2 separate regions of the Capra hircus genome follow, and region 2 is linked to region 1. Evidence: chromatin contacts called from public Hi-C data. All regions are on one chromosome and are shown on one strand. The core of a region is the stretch at or near the end of the contact, and the rest is flanking DNA. Distances in the headings are between cores, read along the strand shown. Region 1 overlaps MAPKBP1 (mitogen-activated protein kinase-binding protein 1). Region 2 holds the start of MAPKBP1 (mitogen-activated protein kinase-binding protein 1).

Evidence for each region. A called contact is a pair of places that touch in the nucleus more often than the background predicts.
Region 2: a contact with region 1 is called in a Hi-C map of blood, with 7 times the contacts expected there. The contact joins the promoter of MAPKBP1 here to the enhancer-like site in region 1. A contact is called at or near these places in 2 of 5 Hi-C or Micro-C datasets (both in blood).

The regions. Positions count from the first base shown.
Region 1 is chr10:65,850,226-65,856,772 of ARS1.2, forward strand. It overlaps MAPKBP1 (mitogen-activated protein kinase-binding protein 1), which reads right to left. Exons shown (of 30, transcript XM_018054418.1): 5 at 6,362-6,532; 6 at 5,604-5,741; 7 at 5,158-5,340; 8 at 4,429-4,589; 9 at 3,186-3,375; 10 at 2,493-2,639; 11 at 2,145-2,320; 12 at 1,274-1,365; 13 at 883-1,008; 14 at 215-285; 15 at 1-54. Among named protein-coding and RNA genes, the nearest start is that of MAPKBP1, 39 kb to the right of the region's middle. Within about 2 kb of position 5,091, at least 1 of the 5 cell types and tissues checked has an H3K27ac peak or open chromatin away from gene starts, as enhancers often do.
Region 2 is chr10:65,890,126-65,896,700 of ARS1.2, forward strand. MAPKBP1 (mitogen-activated protein kinase-binding protein 1) reads right to left here and starts at 1,979. Exons shown (of 30, transcript XM_018054418.1): 1 at 694-1,979. The coding sequence starts at 810. It overlaps MGA (MAX gene-associated protein), which reads right to left. Exons shown (of 24, transcript XM_013966997.2): 24 at 3,310-6,575.

The DNA.
Region 1 (6,547 bases), core at 3,841-6,340:
GGTCGTCTTCCGCACCACGTGGTGTGTCCGCGTAAACTGCACTCCATCTCCAGACTGCAGCGGTGGAAAGCCCACGCCCAGATGCCTCACCAGGCCCCAGGAGCCTTGCTTTTGCTTCCCCTCACCTCTTGTGACCTCAGGGAGGGGAATGGTAGTGACCCCACCCCTCTTCCCCAAACCCACTGCCCCATTCAGGGACGCCTGGTCACCTCACCTTTTGCGCAGTGCGGAAGTAGATGCTCTTGTCTGCTCCACAGCTGATCATGCGGACTTGCCCATCGCTGGCTGTAGAGGAAGGGGGCTGAGCTGTTCCCACTGCTCTCACCACGACGGGTCCAGTCTGCCCTCTGCCTCCCTCAACACTTTCCCTCTGTGAGCTACTCAACACAGCTGGGACCACCCACTAAATCAGGATGAAGTGAAAAGTGAAAGTGTTATTCCTTCAGTCCTGTCTACTCTTTGTGACTCCGTGGACTGCAGCCCACCAGGCGCCTCTGTCCATAGGATTCTTTAGGCAAGAATACTGGAGTAGGTTGCCATTCCCTTCTCCAGGGGATCTTTCTGACCCAGGGATGAAACCTGGGTCCCTGCATTGCAAGCAGATTCTTTACCGTTTGAGTCCCAGAGAAGATCTAAATCAGGATGCTTCTCTTCAAACCCAGGCCCTCCTTTCTACCCATCCTCATCAAGCCTGGTTGATAAGTATCCCCCATACTAAGAGTCTATATTTCATCTGTTTTCCCATCTAGCCCCAAGCCAGCCAGCTGGCGGGGAGTCCTACACTCCCTGCGACTGGCACACCCTTCTCATGGAGGCAGAACGCAGGGGGCAGCGGGTGTCAGTGGTAGGTGGCAGAATGTACCCCAATTGCCCTGCCACTACCTGCAAACTTCACAGCAGTGATGGAGGATGAATGCTCGTCCAGTGTCTGCTGTAGGCTGTACTCCCGTCCAGCATCCAACACGTGGATCAGCCGGTCCCGGCTCGCTGACGCTAGGAGCTTCAGACCTGTGGGTTGGAAGAACTTCATCAGCCCATGTGTGCCTAGAGCAGGCCCCTATCTGGGCCCAGCTAACAAGAACTGAGCCCCATATTCCTAAGCCAAGGCAACCATGGAGAAGAGGCAGAGCTGCCCTCCTCTAAATTTGCAAAGACACCAAATGATTCAAAGGATTTTCAGTCCCACATCCAACAGCCGGGATTGATGTAAGCAGCACTAGCGGGACTAGAGGAGCCCTAAGCCTCTGGCATGGGTACCAGACATCCTCTTCACCTGTGTCCGGCTTAGAGTACTCCAGGCACAGGATTTCCGAGTCATGGGCCTCCACCTTCAGCATCTCATTCAGGGACTGCAGTTCGTGCACCCTGCAGAGATAAGGAGAGGCGGGAGGAGGTCACTGCCGGGCTGCAGGAAGACAGACTCACTCTGCTTTCTCTGTTACATCCTCTCTCCTGACCTTTTTTAAAATTTATTTTTGAACTTTCAGGTTAGAGAAAAGTTGAAATAAGTACAGAGAGCTTCCATATTCCCCTTACTCAGCTTTCCCTAATGTGATCGTCTTACGTAACAACAGTCCACTTACCAGAACAAGGAAGCTTACATCAGTACAATACCAGGACCTAAAGGCTCTACTTGAATTCCACCAGTTTTCCGACAATGTCCTCTTTCTGGATCTAGGATCCTATCCAGAGTCCAACTGTACTGAGTTATTTCTCCTGCGTGTCCTGTCTGTAACAGTTCTTCAGTCTTTGCTTCCCTTTCGTAATCCTGACACTTGGGAAGAGTACTGATTAGTGCAGGTGCTCGGTCACATGTACCTCAATTTGAGTTAGTCTGATGTTTTCTCATGATGGGACTGAGTTTCTGCAATTTTGGCAAGAATACCACAGAAAAACTGCTATGTCCTTCTGCAGAGCATTGTATTATGGGGTTTATGATGTTGATATGAGAATGTAAGCCTGATTACTTGATTAGAACGGTTTCTGCTGGGTTTCTTGACTATAATTATCTTTCCCTTGTATATGAATATCTTTTTCCCAAACTTTTTGAGCCAAGATTTTCAAAAGCTCTGTCCTTGGGGACCTAACTCCCCCCAACCCACACCACCAGAGGCAGGTGGTACCCATGCCAGAGCTGGCTTTACCTGAGTGTGCCCACACGGTCCCCTGAAGCGAGATGCTGTCCATTGGGGCTGATACACACAGAACGAATGCCCACGCGGGGATCCATCAGGGACCCATCAGCTTTGTCTCCCCCGGGCAGCTCAGTGTCCAGCAGGGCCTGAGTGTTCCCATCCACATAGATGATCTTAATGAGGTCCTGGAGGAGCAGGTCAGGAGAAGTGGGTAAGACAGGTCTAATCAGTACAGGGGAGAGGAGAGGAATGCTGGACAAGACAAAGCCCTGACTTGCAGGGGAAGGCCACATAAGAACTCGGAGATCAAGTCTGGGGACCCAGTTCCTGAGAAGGCAAGGGAACACAGGCGCTCACATTGCTGAGGATGTTCCGGTGCAGCGTGGAGCCATGCACCCCGGAGCTCTCTGTGTTCCACAGGCGGATAGTGTTGTCGGAGGAACAGGTGATAAAGGAACTGGGGGGTAGGCAGGCCTGGTTACTGTCCTTCACTTCGGGGTAGACCTGAAGGGGCAGAGGGTACAAAGTCGGAGCTCCAGGTAGGCAGCAGTTGCCTGCCAGCCCACGGAGACAGAAGGGAACGAGACTAAGGAGCTGTTGTTGGCCAAGGCTTAGCCCAGAGTCTGTCACGTGGTAAGCAAACTGCAACTATTAGATATTCTTCAGATCGCTGAGGGAAAGCACATTCACCAAAGACAAGGTACTCTGCTATGCTTACTATGAAATACTCCACTCACAGTTTTTCACTTAATTCTTAAAACAATTAGATGAATTAGGTACATCATTTTACCACTGAGAAAACAAAACTCAGTAACTTGTTCAAGATCATCCAGCCCAGGACAAGGCAGAGCTAAGGATGGACAGGGGCCCATTGGAAGAAGCCTGAGACGTTTAAGTACTAAAATTCAGGATCGGTCCCCAGGACCCATCTGGGGGTACGTGGATACACAGGGCTGCTGCTGAAGAAAGGAGGAGGGAGCAGGAACACAGTGTTCTATTTGGGGATCCTCACTCTCCATCCCCACAATGTGTCCGAGCCAGGCCACCTACCTCCACACTCCAGACGCAGGAGGAATGATACAGAGCCGAATACACCTTGCCCACTTTCTTGGGGTCCCTCACATCCCAAACATAAATGCTGTGGTCGTTGTACACACAAGACAGCCACTGATTAGTAGGATCGAAGGTCAAGGCGATGGTGTCTGGATATCTGGCATTGGCCGCTCCAGAGAAGAGGCGACTGTGGGGAAGAAGACAGTGCAAAGCGGTGAGTGAGGAGCTATGGAAATGAGGGAATGAAAACAGAAGCCAAGCCACAGAGGAAGGAGCAGAGCACGGGAGCCCTCTTCAGACCCACAGGTTTGGAAGCAGCTGCTTGAGAGGAAAGCGCTGCTCTGACGGCTCTCAGCTGGGAGCCGCCCCAGCCGCCGGACCAGTGTGCTCTCCTGACAAGCACGGACCAGGGCTCAGAACACCAACGGCAGACGAGGTGACTGTGGCCACGATGGAGTGAAACAAAAACAAGCCCCTCTGCAGTGGTTCCGAGACAGATAAAAACAAGATCACTGTCCCAGCCACAGAGAAGACCGATCATCACCCTTTCCCATCTTTCAGGACTGACTGCTATTCCTTTACCTATCAATTACAGCTTTAGCTCCACACCTTTCCTACTACCTTTCAGATAAAAGTTATTAAATGTCCAATAGTGGAATTGCCCCCCACTTCCTCACAGCATCCAACCAAAGCAAAACTTCAGTCCCTGGAACCAGTCCTAAAATCACTGAATGCAAACCCAAATCTGACACTGCTGCTGCTGCTGCTAAGTCGCTCAGTCCTGTCCGACTCTGTGCAACCCCAGAGACGGCAGCCCACCAGGCTCCCCTGTCCCTGGGATTCTCCAGGCAAGAACACTGGAGTGGGTTGCCATTTCCTTCTCCAATGCATGAAAGTGAAAAGTGAAAGTGAAGTCGCTCAGTTGTGTCCGACTCTTAGCAACCCCATGGACTGCAGCCTGCCAGGCTCCCCCATCCCTGGGATTTTCCAGGCAAGAGTACTGGAGTGGGTCGCCATTGCCTTCTCCGAATCTGACACTAAGCGACCCCTAACGCCTGCACACAGAGATACTCCATGGTCCCCCACAGTGTTCCATGTACCCTTAAAGCCAAATCTGTGTTTCTGCAGAGACGTTCATGTAATCTTTGGGGTGCTGATACCTTCACCTTGAAGCAGAGGCAAGGAAGGCTGGGTGCGGAGTCAAGCTCTGAAATGGAGGCAGGGGTCCCGCACAGCTCACCTGGCCTCCGTGACACTGGCGATGTCTGTCCCCAGGGCGTGGGGCCGGGGAAGGGTGCTGAGGAAGTGCAGGTTGGAGGGGTTGAAGAGGCGCACGGTGCCATCAGCGCAGCCACAGAAGATGTAGTCCTGGCTCACGGAGATGCAGTGGGCCACGGTGGTCTGCAGGCAGAGGGGCTTGGCTCAGCATGGGCCACCCCCTCAACCCCTCCTCAACAGTCACCTGCCTAGAGGAGACACCCACCAAGGCAGGAGCGAGGGGAAAGCAGCCCAGCTGCACAGGCCTGAGCCCCTCAGCTGTTACCTAGAGACACCCACCCTCCAGCAGCAGGTGGCCAGAGGGCCCACAGCCATGTGCCGACCAGGGATGGGAGCCCAGGAGCCTTGGAAGGCACCAGAGGTTTTGGCCAAGAGGACAAAACAGGAAAAGCCCAGCAAAGAGAAAGGAACAGCATGAGAAAGAGGGGAAGAGTCTAGCACCACTTACTGTGAAGCTGTCTGTGTTCTGAGAAGAGGAAAGCAGGGGAAAGAAAGACAGGAAGAGAGAGCAGAGAGGAGGCAGTTACACTCATCTGCGTGGGCTAGAACCCGGCCAAGCACGGGCTTCAAGCTTCCTCCTCCTGGGGGACCCTCCCGCCTGCAGACCCCGCCCCTGGGGCGGAGCCATGGGCACCAGCTCTGCCCTGGGCGGAGACCGGGCAGCCCCCAGCCAGCTGGATAAGGTACTTACTCTCAGCTCCACCCACTTGTCCAGAAGCCTCCGGTCACTGAACTCGCACAGCAGCCCTGAGGACGTGATGCAGAAGGTGCTGTCTGCCTTCTTCCCTCTGCCACAGGCCACGTCAGTGAACAGGTTGTTCCGCAACTCGCCAAGCAGCCCCGAGCGGCCCAGCAGGGGCACAGTGGCATTAACCTGTGGAGACACACTGCTGCTGCCCACCCATCCGCCCTTCAGCCGCCCCAGAGACTCGGCCTGGGGAGAGGGAGCCAAGAGACACAGCAAGCCCCCCCACCCCTGCCCTTTGAGACTATCCCTAGGCGCAGGCAGCACCTGATTCATCCAGAACTTCTGGGTGGCTGGTGAGCGAGCAGAGAGGGGGCCCAAGGGAGCAGTGTCTCCTGGGGTGGGTGAGCAGACCCTGGCCCTGGAGGCTATTTCCAGCCTCAGCACCTCACCTTTGAGGTCTTGCTGTCATCAAGGTACCAGAATTTGATATGCCGGTTACCGGCAGTGACAAAGTAGCTGCAATCTTCAGAGAAGGACACCGCGGTGACCCGACTGGACACCTTATTAGAGGCCACCACGATGTTTTTCTGGAGAGAAAGTCAATGGAAGAATCAAAGTTCTGCCTCTTGGAGTGAAGAATAAAGAGGCTCAGAAGATGGAGGAGGATAAGATAGGATTTGCACTTTAAAATGTTTCTCTCCAGGATTTGGACTTCCTTGGTGGCTCACGTGGTTAAGAATCTGCCTGCCATGCAGAAGACCCAGATTCAATCCCTGAGTCAGGAAGTTTCCCTGGAGAATGGAATGGCAACCCACTCCAGCATTCTTGCCTGGAGAATTCCATGGACAGAGGAGCCTGGCAGGCTACAGTCCATAGGGTCGCAAAAAGTCGGACACGACTGAGCAACTAACACTTTCTTTCACTTTCCAGGATTTACTGGTCAGAAAAAGAGGGGAGGAAGGAGAATCCTTTTCCAGAGGAGCTGAAGACATTCATTTCCTCCGGAGGTCCTCGGAGGCACAAAGCTAGCCTCTTTCTACCAACACACTTGGCTATACAGTTCCTCTTTTCTGCTTCAGGTCATTTTCTAGAATGTAACTGAGCAGCAGAGTGGAATGAAGGGACTCAGGTCAATAGCTTCCTGACTCCTCAACTGGCCCTTGGACCCCCCTGAGGGTGCCAGGCCAGCCCAGCCGGGGCCACTCACCTTCCAAGCCCAGACATTGACGATCATGTCATGCTGGTAGCCCACAGAGACGATGTACTTGGCGCTCGGGGAGAAGGCCACACAAGCCACACCATACTTGTGCTCCTGCAGCTCAGCCACCTGGCTGTGCTCTGCCACATCCCAAACGCGCACGGCAGGCATGTGCCCACTCTGCAGGGAGGCAGG
Region 2 (6,575 bases), core at 729-3,228, 37 kb after region 1:
ACCACTCAAACAAGTGAGGGGATGGAAGGGGACTTGGTTTCTGGAGAACTTCTGCAGTAGGGTGGGATATAGTGAATGAGATGAGCAGTGTTCAGGGGCAAACCAGAATTTGCTTGGCTGGCAAATACTTGGCCCTTTGTATGTTACCTTTTCCAAAAAGCCAAGAAACTCAAGTTAAATTAATTCAGGTCTCTTGAATAGACAAGTAAATTTGTTTTGACCCCAGGGAAGAGCATTTACCAAGCCAATTCCTCTGACTAGGTGTTTTAGCGTATTTCTGGTACCACTGTCTTACGGAAACCCAGCTGTGACACTTAACACTTGTGGTAGCTCAGCCCTTCACAGGATACGTGGTCTGACTACCTTCTTCCAAGAAGGAAAACCGAGTCAGCATATCAACTGGCTTCCCCAAGCACAGACTTAGTTTGTAGTGAGGCCACAACTGAACCCTCTTGTTGCCTTCCTCATGCTCTTCGCTGATGAATCTCAGCATGCTCACCCATGCGGCTCTTTTCCCTTTACCTTGTAACCAAATCATTACTTTCTTGAGCGCAGAGATGGTCCTGTAGAGCCACCATGAGCTTCTAGTTCTCCTCTTTCCCCAGAAAGAGTAAAGTAAAAGATGTACGTGGAGCAGAGAAGGGGAAGGGAGAGGAGGGACGGGAAGGGTTGGCTTCCAATACCAGGACTCACCTTGGAGCTGAGGTCTTCTCGCCGGTTTCCTGCCTTACTCCTGCGTAATTTGATGGACGGGGATCGCAGAAGGTTCTTGATCCGGCTGGTAATGGTTGACCCCTCCACAGCCATCATGATGAGGAGCCCCCGGGACAGCTCCTGGCCCAATCCTGAGACTTGCCTCAACAGCGGCAATGCTTTCCCACTCCACAGGCCCTGCCGGTATGCCCTCTTACTGACCTGAGATGGTAGAGGCCACCTTACCTTCTGCCTAAGCCGTGCCTGCAGCTCGTATCTCTAGGTAACTGCTCTCTCCCTTAGCCTCATTCCCACCTTCAAGCCCTGCGCGGTTTCTTAAAACGCCTTAAGGACAGACTCAGGGAAAGGGGGCGTTAAAAAGCCTGAGCTGCGAAGAAATGCCAGGCCCACACCTGCCAGAGGCGTTCAACTAAAAGGATAAGATGGGCCCTAGAAGGGCTAGTGACTGATCCGATTCCCGTTAACTCCCAACTGTTTTCACGGCAACAGCAGCGTCTAGAGGAGGAGGACCCCGAGGCTACCAAGGAGTCCCGCAGCGGTCGTGAGCACCTGCGCCGGCGGCCGCAGGGACACTCAGCCCGGCGGGGCTCGTCTTGGCCCTGCAACTCGTTCTGCCACGGGGGCCTCCCTCCCCCACCCACGACCCTCCCGAGCTCGCTCTCAGGCCGCCACGGGAGCCCTAGATCTTTCACTTTTCGCTCCCTCAGAAGCCCCTGCTACTCGCCAGCGCCCCCGCTCGGGCCCAGCCTCACCAGCCCCCAGGCGCGAGGGCCGCCCGGCTCGCAGCGCCCTCAGGCATCGCGCTCAGCGATTTCAGCTCCGCTGCGGCAGCGGCAGAAGCAGCTATGGTGGCACGAGCGGCTCAAAACGCGAACTACCGTCTGGGCTCAGCCACCAGCTGGGTAGGAGGAGCGGAGGCGAGGGGGCGTGGCCTTTACGCACGGGGGCGTTCCCAGAGTGGAAGAGTACGGCTTACGGGGGTGGGGCCCAGAAAAGGGCATAGGAAGCCGAGGACTGGGCATTCAGGAACCACGGATTCCGCACAATGCAGTCGCGACTACAGATCCTAGAGGGAGGTCGTCAGAACACGGCTTCAGAACTGAGAAAACCAAGCCTTTTATGGTATTATCAGGCCTGGTTCCCCCAGAGAAGCGCACTTCCCAGAACCCTAACAGGACGGTAACCACGCCCCCAGCGGCACTATGGTTGGCTTTTAATAGGCCCGGGGGACCGAGCTGAAACTAACTCCTAGCTCAGAATTACAGGACTGGGTACAGCCATAAAGTCTGCTCCTAAGCGCTGGGATTTAAAGTGGCTAGAATAAATTCTGCTCGCCGCTTGCCGGGCGCGTTGACCTACATGGAAATGATTCTTCATGAGTAGGTCGATCCCTACGAAGTGTATTGAACGAGGCAACCTGATTGGCCGCGGTGGAAGAAAGAGGAAGGAGCTGATAGCCTAGGATAGAGCTTTAGGCGGGAAGGGGGCGGTCGGGTCAGTGTGCCGATGAGACGTATTGGTTTCATATTTTCTTTAGCCTCCAATGTTCCATCTCATTCTCATCCAGTTAACCAGTTGCTCCAGCCATTTTCCATGTTCCTGTCAAAACTCACTCACGAACCCTCTTCCTTGATACTGTTACTTTGGCGAGATCACTGCCAAGCTTGTTGGCACCAGATTCAATAGTAAAAGTTTTTCTAGCTCACGGGTGGGGGAGAGAAGTTGGGGGGATGGCAGAGTGTGCACAGAAACACCGTTGCCTATTACTTAATACGTGTTTCAACCTGTTTGTTTTCTAGGTGCCTTTCTGCCTAGTTGCTAGAGAAATTACCTTACAAAAAGGTTAACCTATTCCAACAGTTGGGCTCCAGAGAAAGTACACTGGTATGTCTCCTATCTGATCCAGACCCTTAGGGGAACCCTGGGGGAGATGACATGTTAGCAAGAGGGAAAAACTCTTAAACCTACTGCTGTGAGTGGCTCTTGCACTGCCAAGTGGCAGAACAGGTATATACATGTGTGAGAACTGTAAAGCTAACAAGTTGACATAAACGTCACTTCTTGGAAAACCAACTGGCAATAGCTACCAGAGGAATGACCTTTCCTTCCTTTCAACCATGCATTGCAGAGGTAGTGAAATATAAAATGGTATTTTCAAATCTGGAGGAGGTGGTCAGGGTCATTACCCATAACTGTATGAATAGGGGGCTGGTTCCTTTTACTCCTTGCTAGTCTGATTTTGCCTCCATGGCGGCAGGAATCAATGTAGTACTGCTGATAAAGGGTGCCACCTGGTGTCCTTACTTGTATGCTGCATTCCCTAGTAAATCTCACCTCCACCCATTAGAGCTGTCCTTAATTCTATCTGGATCATTTCTCACTCACCTAGCCACTCATGGCCAGCAAAGTCACTGGTCATTTCCTATCCAAAGCTACTTGGTTTATCCTCTTCAGAAAAATGTTCCCCAAATTACTCCCATCTGAAGCTGAAGTTACAGAAACAATACAAGCTCCTGCTTTCATTGTCTAAGATGATCTAGCAAAAACCAACTGAGAACAGTGTAATGAAGAGACTGAAGTCTAGAATCTGGATACTTCCAGCCTAGGATCAACATCACATATTTTTAATTCTTCACAATTGAGTCCTACCTTACTGTCTAGGATATGTACCATGTAGACTTTTAAGTACCAATGTCGGAAATAGGCTTGTAGGCTCAGAAAATAATCACCCCAGGTCCAATGTGAATAGACTTTTCTTCAAATAATTGCTATCCCACCCTCCAAAATGCAGCTGACCCTTAAACATATATTTCATTGTTCATATGCTATTTCACATTTTATTCACTTGTCTATGTCCTCAATATGTATACATGGTTGTCAGATTCTAAAATTCCACATCTAGGAAAGGTGTATACAATTGTCTGTTTTCACGATCATAATTAGATCAAATTTTTAAATTTACCCTAGGCTTAATATACAAATAGGTGCAGTTAATAACATCCTGGAAAACTAACAGGCTAAACAGTTGCTCATCAATTCAAATACTTATTGAGCACCTTTACATGCAAGGCACTGTGGGACAGCTGAGACCAATGTTTGCAGTTGGAAACAGGAAGGATCTGAAAACAGTGCTTCCAAGACTGCTTTCTTATTTAACAAAATCTAACAGCACAGTTTACAATGACAGAATTTAGCAGTTTAGGTTTGTCTCAAAATTTCAACTCATCCCATGGTTTAGCCTTCTCACCCTCCACACACTTCCATCCCTATTAATCAGCACTTAGCATATCTTTGTAGAGCAGTTCAGTCATATGCTACAATATGCTACAATTATGCCTCAGTTCAAAAGTTGTATGTATCAAATTATTTCCCTCTAACTTAATTTCAAAAAAGCATTTTACTTTTTCTCCAAATGGCAGTAAGTCTATATATACCTCAGCTTTAATTTTCTCTGCACCCAGCAATTCATGTTCATGGAAAAATTCATTAGAGATAACACAACATGAAATACTGATGCCCTTATATTTTCTTAAAAATCAACAATTCTGTGCAATAAATCTATTCTGATTCTTGGTTATCAATCACTCTATAAAAGTATCTGAAAATGTGCCTACTTTGTGCCTCTGTGCATTGTTTTTTGTTTTAATCTGAGAGTGAGGAATAAGGGTCATCATTTTTCAGACTATCTTCAAAGTGCATTTACCTCTCAATTCACCTGATATCATTCCAATATCTCAACTAGTATAATCAGAGGGAAAAAACTATCTATACTACTAAACGCCGCTCCAAATAATATATGGATTGTCTGCCTTTCTTCTGTGTTCAAAATGGTTTCAAACTTGTTATAGAAAGGCCTGTTGTTTAGTATCTCATAATTCTGGGGAAAAAACATTACACACAGTGATATGTATGAAGTTTATATAACTGGACTTGATCTGTTAATGACCTTAGTTTAGTGTCTAAAGGACTCCTTTAATAAAAATTTTTGTAAACTGTGACACTAGTTAACCTATAGCTTGCTTTAACAACATCTATTGTCCTTAGCCACTAAGACTATGGGTAACAGGTATGTTATACCCTGCTCACACTGGTACTAGGAGGCTAGCCATTCTTCACTGTAAAATGACTTGAGACAAATACTTGCCATCAAGTTGTATGAATTTTCAAATTCTCCATGTAAAACATGCTGCAAAGATTAGAATACCAAAAACCTCCCCCAAATGGCATGTCAGAAACTTTGAAAACAGTAAGAATTCCTATGATTAAACTCCTTCAGTGGAACCCCTCCCAGATGTCCCAGAGCATCAGAATTCTCTATTACAACTCAGCACAAACCTAGCAACACCAAGTCCTGCTTTAATTATTGTAACTGATTTATTTCAAGTTTATACATTCTCCCACTGACCAAACTTCTTCTGTTCTTAGGTTTCTAAAAAAATAGTCATTTTTCAAAAGCAGAGAAAGAAAGATATATATTTAATATATAAAAGAAAAAGCTAAATCTGACATAATTATATTCTTAAAAACATTCCATTTATTTACAGATGTATAAAAAGGCGAATTATTGGTCTACTGAGATCATGCTTCTTATAGTTAGGGTGAGAGCTCACTATCTTCCCAATTCCTCAACTCTTCACTCAACTACATCTTTCATAGTCACACATGAATTTTCATAGATCAGTTTCTCCTGGGGTAAGGTTTAAAGGGTTGGAGTTTTTGGAGATCTTTAGATTTCTTTCAAGACTGTAGGATTGTTCTTAAGACTGAGCCCTCCTCAAATTAGCCCTAACAACTCCCTAGTTCTAAGAGGTCTTGCAAACACCATTATTGGGGGGGGGGGGGGGCGCGGGCGGTTAATAATGACATCTGCAGCCTTCCTTGAACACACTGGATCATCTCTCATTTCTATCTCTGGACATCTTCCATAAACAGTCAAATATCTTCCCATCAAGAAATGAATACTACCTATTTGTCTATTTTCTTCTAAAAAAGGGAACAGTGTTCAGAAGCAGAATGGTCCTTCTTTTCCTGAGGATTACTCGCTCACTTGCCTGCTCCTTGGCTGACCCTCAAAAGCTTTAAGAGCCTTGGAAAGTCAGGAGGGAACACGAGGACAAGACAAGCAAAGAAATAATGGGAAACTGCTATACCTGGATTAAACTACTAGCATCTCCAAGGACAGTTATTAGCAGGGAAGACAGGTGCTAGATTCCTTGGCTAAGGCATTGAATGAAATCTCCTGGGTAAAGAGAAGTGGGAGGGATAATGAGAAGCTGAGGGGCACTCATCACCTACTTCAAGCTCCTTCAGTAACCTTTAGAGGTGGAAAGGCTGGAGGCTGATGAGGAGGTCAAGAAAGGCAAGTAGCATAAAAAAAAAAACCAACAAAGAATGTGTTCCCGGTGCAATTCGCAGAGGAAACTTTCCCACCCTTTTCAATCTGTTTATTACCAGAGTTACTAGAAAGGGAACCAACCACGGAGCTAATAGTTCACTAGCTGGCTAGGACCATTCCAAAGTTGGTTTCATAACCTAGTTCTGAAGATATGCTGAGTGGGATTTGGGATAAAGAAGGCAGGGGATGTAGAAGAAACAGCACTGCCTAGGCACAGCCCAGGCACTGGAAGCTCTTGTGTTATTGTTTCACAACACAAGCAAATCCTGTCAATGAAGACAGAACAGGGATTACATTCCAAAATATAATTATTTAAGAAAGGCAAAATGCAGCAGCTAAATCCCAGTCTATACATTTTCAGAATAGTGATTCTTGCCCCCAGGAGTTTCCAAGAGACCCCTCAAGTGCACCATGATTATTTACAAACTAGATAGGAAACATCATTTCTATACTCAATACAAATCTC